2 separate regions of the Mus musculus genome follow, and region 1 is linked to region 2. Evidence: chromatin contacts called from public promoter capture Hi-C data. All regions are on one chromosome and are shown on one strand. Each heading gives the region's core, a stretch centred on a gene start, on an enhancer-like site or on the middle of the called end of the contact. The rest is flanking DNA. Distances are from core to core; before and after follow the strand shown.

Region 1 (4,977 bases), core at 2,286-4,785, 2.1 Mb after region 2:
GCATTCTCTATCCCCTAGCAATCTGTCCACATCTTTGGAAAGTGTCTTCCAGACACTGGTTTCCCCACAGTAACTCTTGGCCTAACCCAGACAACAGTCTGCCTCTGGTGCTCTTCCATCCTCATGAAACCCACAAAGTTCCTTTGGGAACTTCTTCCCTTAAATCTCACCCATCTTGGCATCACATTCTACAAAGGTAAGCACTCAATAAACATCAATCAAATGCCAGAAAGACTCTCCCACCAGGTCCCTGTTAAAGTTCAACTCTAAGGAGTGTTTGTCAGGTATCCTTTCCTTGACCTTAACTATGAGGTCAGAGCTTTGAGAGCTTTCCACGTGAATCAACATCCTGTTTATCTTCCATCATGTAATTAATGGCCCCTTCCCTGTTACCACCCCTTCCCTTCTAACCTCTTTAGGATTTAATTATCAAGGTGGAATCGCTTGGGACACTCTTTCATCAGAACCTGGTTGGGGGCGTGGGCACAATGCAAACACAGAACATTTATAGATTTTCATATTTGAACACTATAGTAACACCAGTAACACAGCTAATATGAATTAGAACTACTCTAGCAACCTGCAACTAAAACACTCTCAACCCTGGGACCAAGACTGTACTTACTGTATTTTTCTGGAGACATGCAGCCTAGACTAGCCTCAAACTCCCAATCCTTCTGCTTCTCCCTCCCAAAATGCTGGGCTCGCAGGTGCTTTCCATTATGCCTGAGGGTTATTTTATTTTTATGATCTGAATTGTGGCTTTATAACTCAGAAATCAAATGTTACTTAAATAAAATTTAGATTTATTTTACATTATGTGTATGAGTGTTTCAGATGCGCATGCCTGGTGCAAAGGGGTCAAAGGAGAGTGTCAGACTCCCTAGAACTGGAGTTACAGATGGTTATAAGTCACTTAGAGAATGTCTGGGAATCCAACCCGGGTCCTCTGTAAGAGCGGCAAGTGTTCTTAACCACTGGGCCAACTCTCTACTTCCTAAATAATAAACTTTAAAAAGAAAAAACAACTAAAATATATTCTGATAATCTTCCACTGCAATAAAGGAAACGCACACATACACACAGACACACACACACACACAGGCAAACACACACATTTATTTACGTGTGTGGGCACACAAGTACCATAATAGTACTGAGAAGTCAGTGTACAACTTTATTTTTAATTTTTTGTTTGTTTTGTTTTTGAGACAGGGTTTCTCTGTGTGTGGGAACTCACTCTGTAGACCAGGCTGGCCTGGAACTCACAGAGATCCATCTGTCTTTGCCTCCTGAGTGCTGGGATTAAAGACGTGCACCACCACACCAGGCTTTTTTGTATATGAAATTTTAATGACTCATTTTATTTTATGTGCATTAGTGTTTTGCTTGCCTATGTCTATATGGGTGCTAGATCCCTTGAAACTGGAGTTACAGAGAGTGGTGAGCTGCTTCATGTGGGTGTTGAATATTGAACCCTGGGTCTCTGGAAGAGCAGCCGGTACTTTCATCCACTGAGCTGCTCTCCAGCTGTTTTGTTTTGTTTGTTTGTTTGTGTTTTGAGTCAGCGTTTCTCTGTGTAAACCTGGCTGTCTTGAAACTCGCTCTGTAGACCAGGCTGGCCTCAAACTTATATATCGTCATGCCTCTGCCTCCCAAAGTGCTTGAACTCAGAGTTTAACTTTTAAGAGTCAGTTTTTTCCTTCCACCTTGTGGATCCTAGAGACTCAAGTTTTCAGGTTTGGTTGGCAGCAGGTGCCATCTCATCAGCACAATAAAGATAATTTATAAAGTAATCTTAAAAGATAGTAAAATGAAGAGATATATTTGACTTTAACTATGCTGAAGTCAAACAGCCCTATATACCTTGTTCCAGTGCTAAGTAAGCAAAAAGACACCAGAAGCCAAGGGCCAAGGCTGACTTAAAATCTGACTTAATACACAAGACAGGGATGCTTGGGTAGAAAAACAAGAATGACTATAAATGCCTACTGTTTGAAAAACCAATCGTAAAGTACACACCCTCACTATAAAAAGGAAACAGCACTGACAAAAGCCTATTTCTATCTGTCAGACTTCTGCCATTTTCTAGAAGGCAATCCTCTAAGAGTGAAGAGATTTGGTCAACTCAGTAATGGTAACAGCTGGGAGGAAGGATATGAAGAACTACCATAGTAGTATCTCAAACTCTAACTTCTTGATTATTTTGCAGTAACTCAAGAGTTCATTTCCTGGTCATAATGCCAGGCCTCCCTCACTGAGAAGGTGCTCTGTTAGGCCGTTTAAAGTGCAATGGGCTCGATCTTTCTGGAAAACCTCCTGAGTAGTCACTTTCAGGCTGGCAAGGCACAAAATCAAGCACCATCATGTAGGCTGAACCAGAAAACTCAGTTAGTACAAGGCTAATAAACTGCCTAGGGGGAAAGGGGAGTGAACGATTTGTTCCTAAGTTTCAATCCTGCACAATACTAATTTTTCAGTATGCAGTACGACACACAACTTTTGTAATGATAATAATTGAAATACTTTCTATTACCACAGGTATTAACAGTATTAGCGTTTAATTAAATTAAAGATAGACAAACCACAAACTAAGCTGGAAATCCCTACCCTTTTCAAAGGCGGTGGGGAAATGAAGTCTGAAAAGGAGATGGAAAAAGATTCTCTACCTGGTCTCTTTCACAACCCTAAGATTTTTTGACACCTGGCCCCGAACATGAATTCAATACAAATAATTCATTTATTAGAATTAAACTGACACCTTTGAACATTTCTACTCAGGTGGTACCTTCTAAGAGATGCCGTGCCTGTCCTTATGAATGAGAAGGATAAAGCACAAACTCTGCAAATCACTGGAAAAAGGGTAGTCACTGTGTCAACCCCCATGGCCTACGTTAATTTAGACGTCTGGAATGTGAAAAGACCAGATGAATGCAAAGGGTTCTCAGGTTCCAAAGCCAGCAAATAGTTGGGCGGTGGTGGTCACACACCCTGGGCAAAAGAATCTGGGGAGAAGAAAGTAGGGCCACAGCAAAGCTTGGGTCCTTCTCGACCGAAGAGCATGAAAGAAGAAAGAGGCACTGTTAAACCAAAGGGCCGAGGCAGGTGGGTACCAGAGTGCCATCCTCCCTCCGGCCCGCTCCGCCGGGCGCCCTCATTGTGAAGAGGTGTGTGTCGCGAGTGGCGACTAGGGCGGCCAGACCCCTGCTGACCCGCGAGGCCCTCACCTTGTCCGAATCTAGGTCGGGGTCCGCCTGGCACAAGCGGTACAGGAAAGACTTCGGGTCCCGGCACAGCGTCTGCCGGGTGGTGAGGAAGTAGGTGCCGCCGACGTTGAGCCGGACCCACTTGGACACGCCACCGGGGCGCTGAGCCAGGGCGCCCATCCCAGCGCTGCAGCGGCGGCACAGGCCGCCCCCCAGCCCCGCCCCGAGGCCGCTCGGAGCCGGCGGCAGCAGCTCGCAGTGATTCTCCGCCATGATCCTAACAAGCCCCGCCACAGCGGCCCTTCGCCGGAAGCGTCCGTTCTTTAATACAGCCCCCCTGAGTTGTCCCGCCCATAGGTACGCCCCAATAAAGTGCCCGCCCAGGGCTCATGTGCAAGGCGGAAGTTCCGGCTCGAAAAGCAGGCCGGAGATTACCACTTCCGGCCGGAGCAAGTCTCGGGTTCTCACGAGCATCCTCGGCTCAAGCTCCGCCCCTACTCAAAGAGGCTCCATGGCAAACAAAGTGTACACTCTACATGCTTTTATTACAAGACTACCGAGCATACGAGGGAAATCCATCATCCGGTAATTACATCTAAAGCACAGATATTTGAAAAAAACAAAAAAAAGAAAAGTTGTTTCATTAAATTATATGATTAAACCATGACCAAATAGAAAATTTATATAATAAAGCCAGGAAAAAAGTTGTAAAATATAGTTTACAATAATTATTCACACTCAAGGCTGTACATCAATACATACAACAACGTGGCCCCAAACATGAATTCAATCCAAATAATTCATATATTAGAATTTAAATAACACAGACTGAACTAGAGGCCGACAATAGCCAGCAAATAACCTTATATAAGAATAAAAATACAAAAGTGTATATCCCAGTATCATTGCATTATCTGTTTTCATAAGTATTTTTAATTTTTCCTTTGCCTGTACATCACAGTTACAGCTACAGAACAGGTAGAGAATATTACACATGTTCTAACTGACTGCCACCAACCTGAATGACAGCAATTCATCCTACTGTACGTGGCTAATGGACCAGCCGCAGCAGCTCTAAATACTGTAACAGTTTTTAATTTGCACATGTCCAATCACACTATGGTCGTGGCTTTAACCTGCACAATGACCTACTTGTAGTCATTAACCCAGATGATTAAACTAGGGTGGACTACATGGGGAGGGAAAATTTTGCTATTTGTAAAAACTTTTGTTCAGTTTGGATTCTTCATATGGAAGAAATGAGTTACAGGGAATTTTCAGGTATTCATATTGGTTAATTCATTTGCTTACTGCTGCAAAAGTGCTTTTGACAGAAACAGCTTCCCTCACATTGCAGGCCATTTTTCCACATTCTGACTTATAACCCTGAAGTGTTAGGCCAGAAGCTAGGTATCTTCAGAGGTTCTGAGAGTGGTTCCAGCCCTGTTCAATGTCAGGGCCCTTGTCTTACCTTCTACCCACGAGGTGCTACACCCACTGGCATCAGCACCAGTTTATGTTGGGTTTTGCATTAAAACAAATAGAAACGTGTATAGGAGTATCTTCACCATATTCAGAGTTGCTGTGGCCTCCCAAGTCTCAGATGAACACCCCAGGTCTATAGAACAATGGGGAGAAGCCTTGAGGCAGAGGAGGGCAGGAAACTGATTTCTACACATCTCCAGCCCTAAGCTCTGACAGTCAAGTAACACAGAAAATCTCTGCTGCATGTTTCCAAATTGAACCAGCAGGCCCCACCCAACACAGATAA
Region 2 (5,498 bases), core at 1,028-3,527:
CATCTTATAATCGTCAGAATAGCTAAAATCAACGTCACAAGTGAAAGCTTATGCTGATATAAATGTGGAGCAATAGAAACATCCCTCCATTGTTAGAGGGAGTGCAAAATTGTACAGCCACTAAGGAAATCAGTGTGGCAGTTTTTCAAACTGATGGGAATCAGACTACTTCAAGATCTACTCAGTCCAGGGCATATACCCAAAGGACACTTCAATCTACCCAAGGACCCTTGCTAAACCAGGCTCATTGCAGCTTTATTCACAATATTTAGAAACTAGAATCAATCTAGATGACCTTCAACAGAAGAATAAATAAAGAACATGTAGTACATTTGCACAGTAGATTATTACTCAGCTGTGAGCAGATCTAGCTGAGCAGTGGGAGGCCTGTATATAGGAAAGAAATTCTTCAGAATGCACCTGAAACTTTTCATAAAACAAAAATGAAAAATGGTTACACTTGTCCAAAGGAGACATGGAGGAAGAAAGAGAAAATATCATGCCAAAGTCTCGTTTTCTGTGAGGATTTCATTTTACTCTATGAGATGTGAGACTCATTCATACACAGTTCACACAAATGCAGAGTTGTTTTCCCAGGACCTCTTAGTAGGGGCAAGGAAGACTACAAGAAAACTATTCTGACCCACAGAATCAAGGCTGCTGCACTTCTCTAACAGGTCTGTGAAAAAAAGCCCTGACTCTAGGGTCTAGGTGTTCTCACAACTACAAGAAGTCCAAAGTCTGAGAAACTACTAACAACAAACTATGAAACAAAAATAAAAACAAAATAAAACAAAACAAAAAAAAATAGTTTGGTCACATGTGCGTGGACACAGTGCTTTTCTTGAACTAAGGAGACATTTTTCTGATGTAAGTGAGCAATCACAGTTATTCAAAAGATGCTTTCCTATTTTTAAAAACTCTATACTGACTTTTCTATCTATAAAAACATCTTCCTCTCACAGCATGCATACTGGGCTGGACTATATCACAAGAGGAATGGCTAACTTAAGTGCCTATTAACACATCAAAGTCGACATTTTTGGCTAGAAGCTTTCCTGGCTCCTGGTTTTTCTCTTGGTCCCTCCCTGACCCCCATACCTAGTTCAGTCTGGACTCTTCAAGTGGCCTCTGGTTGTTTTCTGGTTCATACTGTAAAACCCAAAAATACCGTGTAAGCACCACCTTCGCAAGAACCAGGTACCTTCTTGGAATGCTGGGAGTTTTAGTTCTTGAGAAAATTGCAAAACCTCATGCATGGGAAAGTATGGTGGCCTATAGGTTTGTCTTTATAAAGCTCTGGAGCATGTGACCAAAGTCCATCTCTTGGTTAGTATTTAACAACCCTTACTCAAATGGTGGAATTGTTTGTTTGTTTGTTTTCTCCAGCTAATCTGAGCATTATCATGACCTACAATTAACCTTCTCCTCAGCCACACCTTTGGACAGTCATCATCTCATTTTCATTCAGCCGTAAGGTGTGATGTTAATAACTAAGCATATGAAGACACATGTCTGAATGCTGTATTTACATCAAAGAGAGCATGCATCTAAGATGGAACTCTAACGGGGAGCAAAACTTTGGTCAGTAAAACTTAATGTTTACAGTCATAATTTTGGTGCTTCGTAATGTATATTTTCTGATTCACTCAAATGTGTACTGGTTCCTCATAAGACTAATATCTACAAAGCTCTCTGGGAATGCCTATTTCCCAGGCCAGAGGCCACTCTCTCCTGAGTAGGCAAATGATGGGTCAAGGGAGTTAAGAAATCTAAGTTCGAGAAGCTTTGTAACTGCTGTAACAAAGAGAACCCCGTGTGCAAACTACAGTACTGCAAATGTTCTACGACACTATTTTCGGAAACCATTCTGGTAACCATAAGATAAATGAAACAAACAAACAAACAAACAAACAAACCACGATACACCCAGTTCATAGGATCTCAAACCTCCTGACAATGATAAAAATCCACAGCAGAATTGTGAGCGCGGCGTCCTTAAGAGCAACTGCAGAAAACAAGCCCCTGCTCCGCTCCAGCCCATTTCCCAGCCCCGCAGCTCCTCTGACCTGCAAGGTTCCAGGGCCGCCGGGCTGCGGTGCCCGCGGCTGCGCGGCTGATGGCTGACTCTCCCAGGTCAGCACAGGAAACCGCATCTGAGGAGAGTTTACGGCCTTCGAAAAGAACCAGGCCAGGGTAAGTCGCCCGCAGTGGGAGTAGAGACAACTTGGCTCCAACAGGTACCTAAGGGGACGCGGTTCCCAGTCTCTGGCCACGATCTTTGGAGCGGCTCCCCTAGCCCCGCCCAGGACACCACGGTTCCGGTCACGTGACAGCGCTAACGCCTTCAGGCCCGCCGCTTTCACTTCCTTAATTACGTTGGTAGAGTCCGTCCAGCTGCGTTCTCTTCTAGGTCGCCAGCTCCAAATGTCCAGGCCAGAATGACGTGAAAAGCCACCATTCCCCTTGCTACCTGTGTAATCCATGTGTACTCGAACTGAGCGCTGGTTTTTCGGCCCCAGTTTCCTCCGGAAACCGGAAAGCTCCTCAGACGCAGTTTCCTGGCTGCGGACCTGGGAGAGTCAGCAGCGCAGCGGCGGGCACCGCAGCCCGGTGGCCCCGGAAGGTCCCAGGTCAGAGGCGCTGCGGGGCTGGGAAACGGGAGGGAGCGGAGCAGCGGGGTGTTTTACGCAGCTGCTTTTATGGATGCCGCTCTCACAGTTCTGTTATCTTACCGTTGTCGGGAAATTGAGATCCTGTGAACTGGGGGTCTATCATGATTTTTTTTTTCATTTATCCTCCAGTTATCAGAATATTCAGTTGTAAAATAACTCATTAAAAATGATAGAGCAGTTGCATTATCTGCTGTTTGCTATTGTGTCAATCACAAAGCATACGGGACGTAAATGTATTCATGTTTCTAACACCCGTGTTTTACTAATTGCTTATTCAAGAGAATACCTTTTACTTCGCTAAATAGAACTTTGTATTTATACTAACCATATGAAGAACCAGTACAGATTCTTTTTTTTTTTGAACGAGAAAATATACTTTATGTTATGCTATGGTTGTGATTGTAAACATTAATATTTACTAAGTAGACTTTAGTGTTGTATGCAGTTTCGGATGTAAATAAAGCATTCAGAAGTGCGTCTTCATATGCTGAGTTCTTATGGTACACCTTAGGGCCAGGCAAGCTCACTATTGCTATGTGAGTGTATCAGACCACTCTATTGTTATGATTAGAAAACCCAGTATAGATTAAAGTTTTAGAAAGCATCTTTTGTACAACTACGATCACTCTCCTGTATCAGAAAAAAGATCTCTGTGGTTGAAGAAAAGCGCTCTGCACCTACATATGTGGCCAAGCTTTTTTTTTTTTTTTTTTTTTTTTTTTTTTTTTTATTGTAGGGTTTGTTATCATCAAGTCCTGTGGTTGTGGACATCCTGTAGGAGTGGGAATGCTTAGACTCTGCTGACAGGGATTTTTGCAGAGATCTCCCTTTGGACAAGTGTAGCAGTCTGGTTTCTATGGGAGACAATAGTTTTCTTGCAGTCTCTCCAGCTTTCTTTTCAGGATTCCTGGGAGAATGACTCTCTTTGTGTCTGAGCTATGTGTGAATGAGACTCACATCTCACATAGTTAAATGAAATCTTTAGATTAAAAGGGACATTTTTATTTCTGATATTTACTCTTTCCTTCACAGTTTCCTTTTTGGAGGCATCATTCATGAATGTATTTATGTATTTATTTATTTACTTTCAACACAGCAAAAGCTTTATTTGTACAATCTTTACTGGACAATTTGGGGCTGTGTTACTGAGTAAACACCTGTCGTCTCAGGCCTGTTACTAAAATGGTAATAGATACAAATCAGACTTACTGGTGACAGTCCTTTTGGTCCTGTCTTATTTATAACAGTTTCTATAGCACTGCAGCCTTCAGTGGTACTGTACCACTCTGGAAAAGATACCTTCAGGCTCCTTTCCATCCCCCAAAGCTGCAGCAAATCCTTCCTGCTGCCTCCTCTTAGCCAAAGCAGCCAAAGATTTAAGCGTCTATGGTTCGTAGATGGCCAGGTCCACAGGTACTTTCCGGTTGAGCTCCACCTGGCACTTCATTAAGTTGACAGTGAATTCGGGGTACTGTAAGCCATGCTCCTGGGAGGCAGCTGTAATTGGATTAATCCAGAGGGTCCTCAAAGTTCTGCTTCTTAAGTCTGTGGGACTTCGTACACGAAGGCTCTGGTCACCGCCCTGACTGCCAGCAGGTAGCAGTGATTCTTCCTTCCCCTAAAATCTTAAAATGTAGAGCATGTTTCAGCACCTCCTATACCTGCCAATAGCGACCAGTGAGGCGGTTCCGCAGCCACAGCCACGTCATAAGGAATACCATGATGGGCTCCCGAATCCTGAGGACGCATCATTTATTTTTGTACCATGAAAAGTTCTGAATGCTTTCTTATGAATCTTTCCCATATGCAGGGGCCCCCTGCCCAGTCAGTGCTACTTACCTGTGAATCTGAGAGCCCTGGATGGTGAAGAGAGGAAAGAGTAGCAAAGGATCCTGTATGTTAGAGGGAATGAGGAACGATTGGGAGGGGCTTCAAGTCCCAGTAGAAAGGGGACATGAGATTGGTTTGGCCAGATTCTATTTCCTTCCAAATAGTTCTGGATATTTGCACCATGAATAACATCAGAATATTCCCATTGTAAGTAGTAGAAGACTATGTAAGAATTAATATACAGAGGCAAATATAATTTAATTTGGTTTTGTATGTGAAGAATGCTGTTTCTTTTCCATTCATATCTTCTTATTATAATTATGTTTGTCAGAACAATGGATGCCTCTTAGTTTTTCTTGATATTAGAGTTTTGGAGCATTTTGTATTTCCTTTAGGTTCTCTTGTCTTTTATGGTTAATTTCTCCATTTCCTAAAACAATGCCAGCTCAATTTTGATAACATTTGATTAATATTTCTGCATAATATTAAACCTATCTATATTACCTTTCCATTGATATCTGCTGTTGTCTGTCTTCTTGTCAACTGTCAATATTTTGCTATAATTTTAATATATTTTGAAATCACCCATGATTTTGATTCTTCTCTAATTTTTTAAAGTCTTAATGGTTTCACATTTCATGAATGTGCTTGGAATAATAGAAATAATTCTCTATTTATATTTCAAAATGTCTGTAGGATTTTGGTATTTCAAATCTTAAAATCATCCTTTTATATTTCTTCACATGATTAAATAAGAACATTCTAGCTGTGACTCAGTATTTGGGTCTTTTTTGGGTCTTTTATGTATACTCTGTCTTCTTTTGATGTCAACATTCAAGATTCTTAATGATAAAATTTTCTAAACTCAGGTCTTTACTAGATTTGAAGACTTTTTTGTTTTTGTTACTGCTATTTATTTATTTATTTATTTATGACGCTTTGTCTATGTAGTCCTGGCAGTTCTGTGACTCTGTAGATAAGGCTTCCATTGTA

Evidence for each region. Promoter capture Hi-C pulls out the DNA fragments that hold promoters and counts their contacts.
Region 1: a promoter capture Hi-C map of pre-B cells shows a contact between it and region 2, with 2.4 times the contacts expected there. The contact joins the promoter of Kctd5 here to the promoter of Zfp942 in region 2. A contact is called at or near these places in 2 of 39 promoter capture datasets (cranial neural crest and pre-B cells).

Annotation. Positions count from the first base shown.
Region 1 is chr17:24,069,950-24,074,926 of GRCm38.p6, forward strand. It overlaps Kctd5 (potassium channel tetramerisation domain containing 5), which reads right to left and starts at 3,536. Exons shown (of 6, transcript NM_027008.2): 1 at 3,228-3,536. The coding sequence starts at 3,479. It overlaps Pdpk1 (3-phosphoinositide dependent protein kinase 1), which reads right to left. Exons shown (of 14, transcript NM_011062.4): 14 at 3,731-4,977.
Region 2 is chr17:21,960,187-21,965,684 of GRCm38.p6, forward strand. Zfp942 (zinc finger protein 942) reads right to left here and starts at 2,278. Exons shown (of 6, transcript NM_001199048.1): 1 at 2,070-2,278. Zfp943 (zinc finger prtoein 943) reads left to right here and starts at 2,373. Exons shown (of 4, transcript NM_001025373.2): 1 at 2,373-2,633. It also overlaps the pseudogene Gm7805.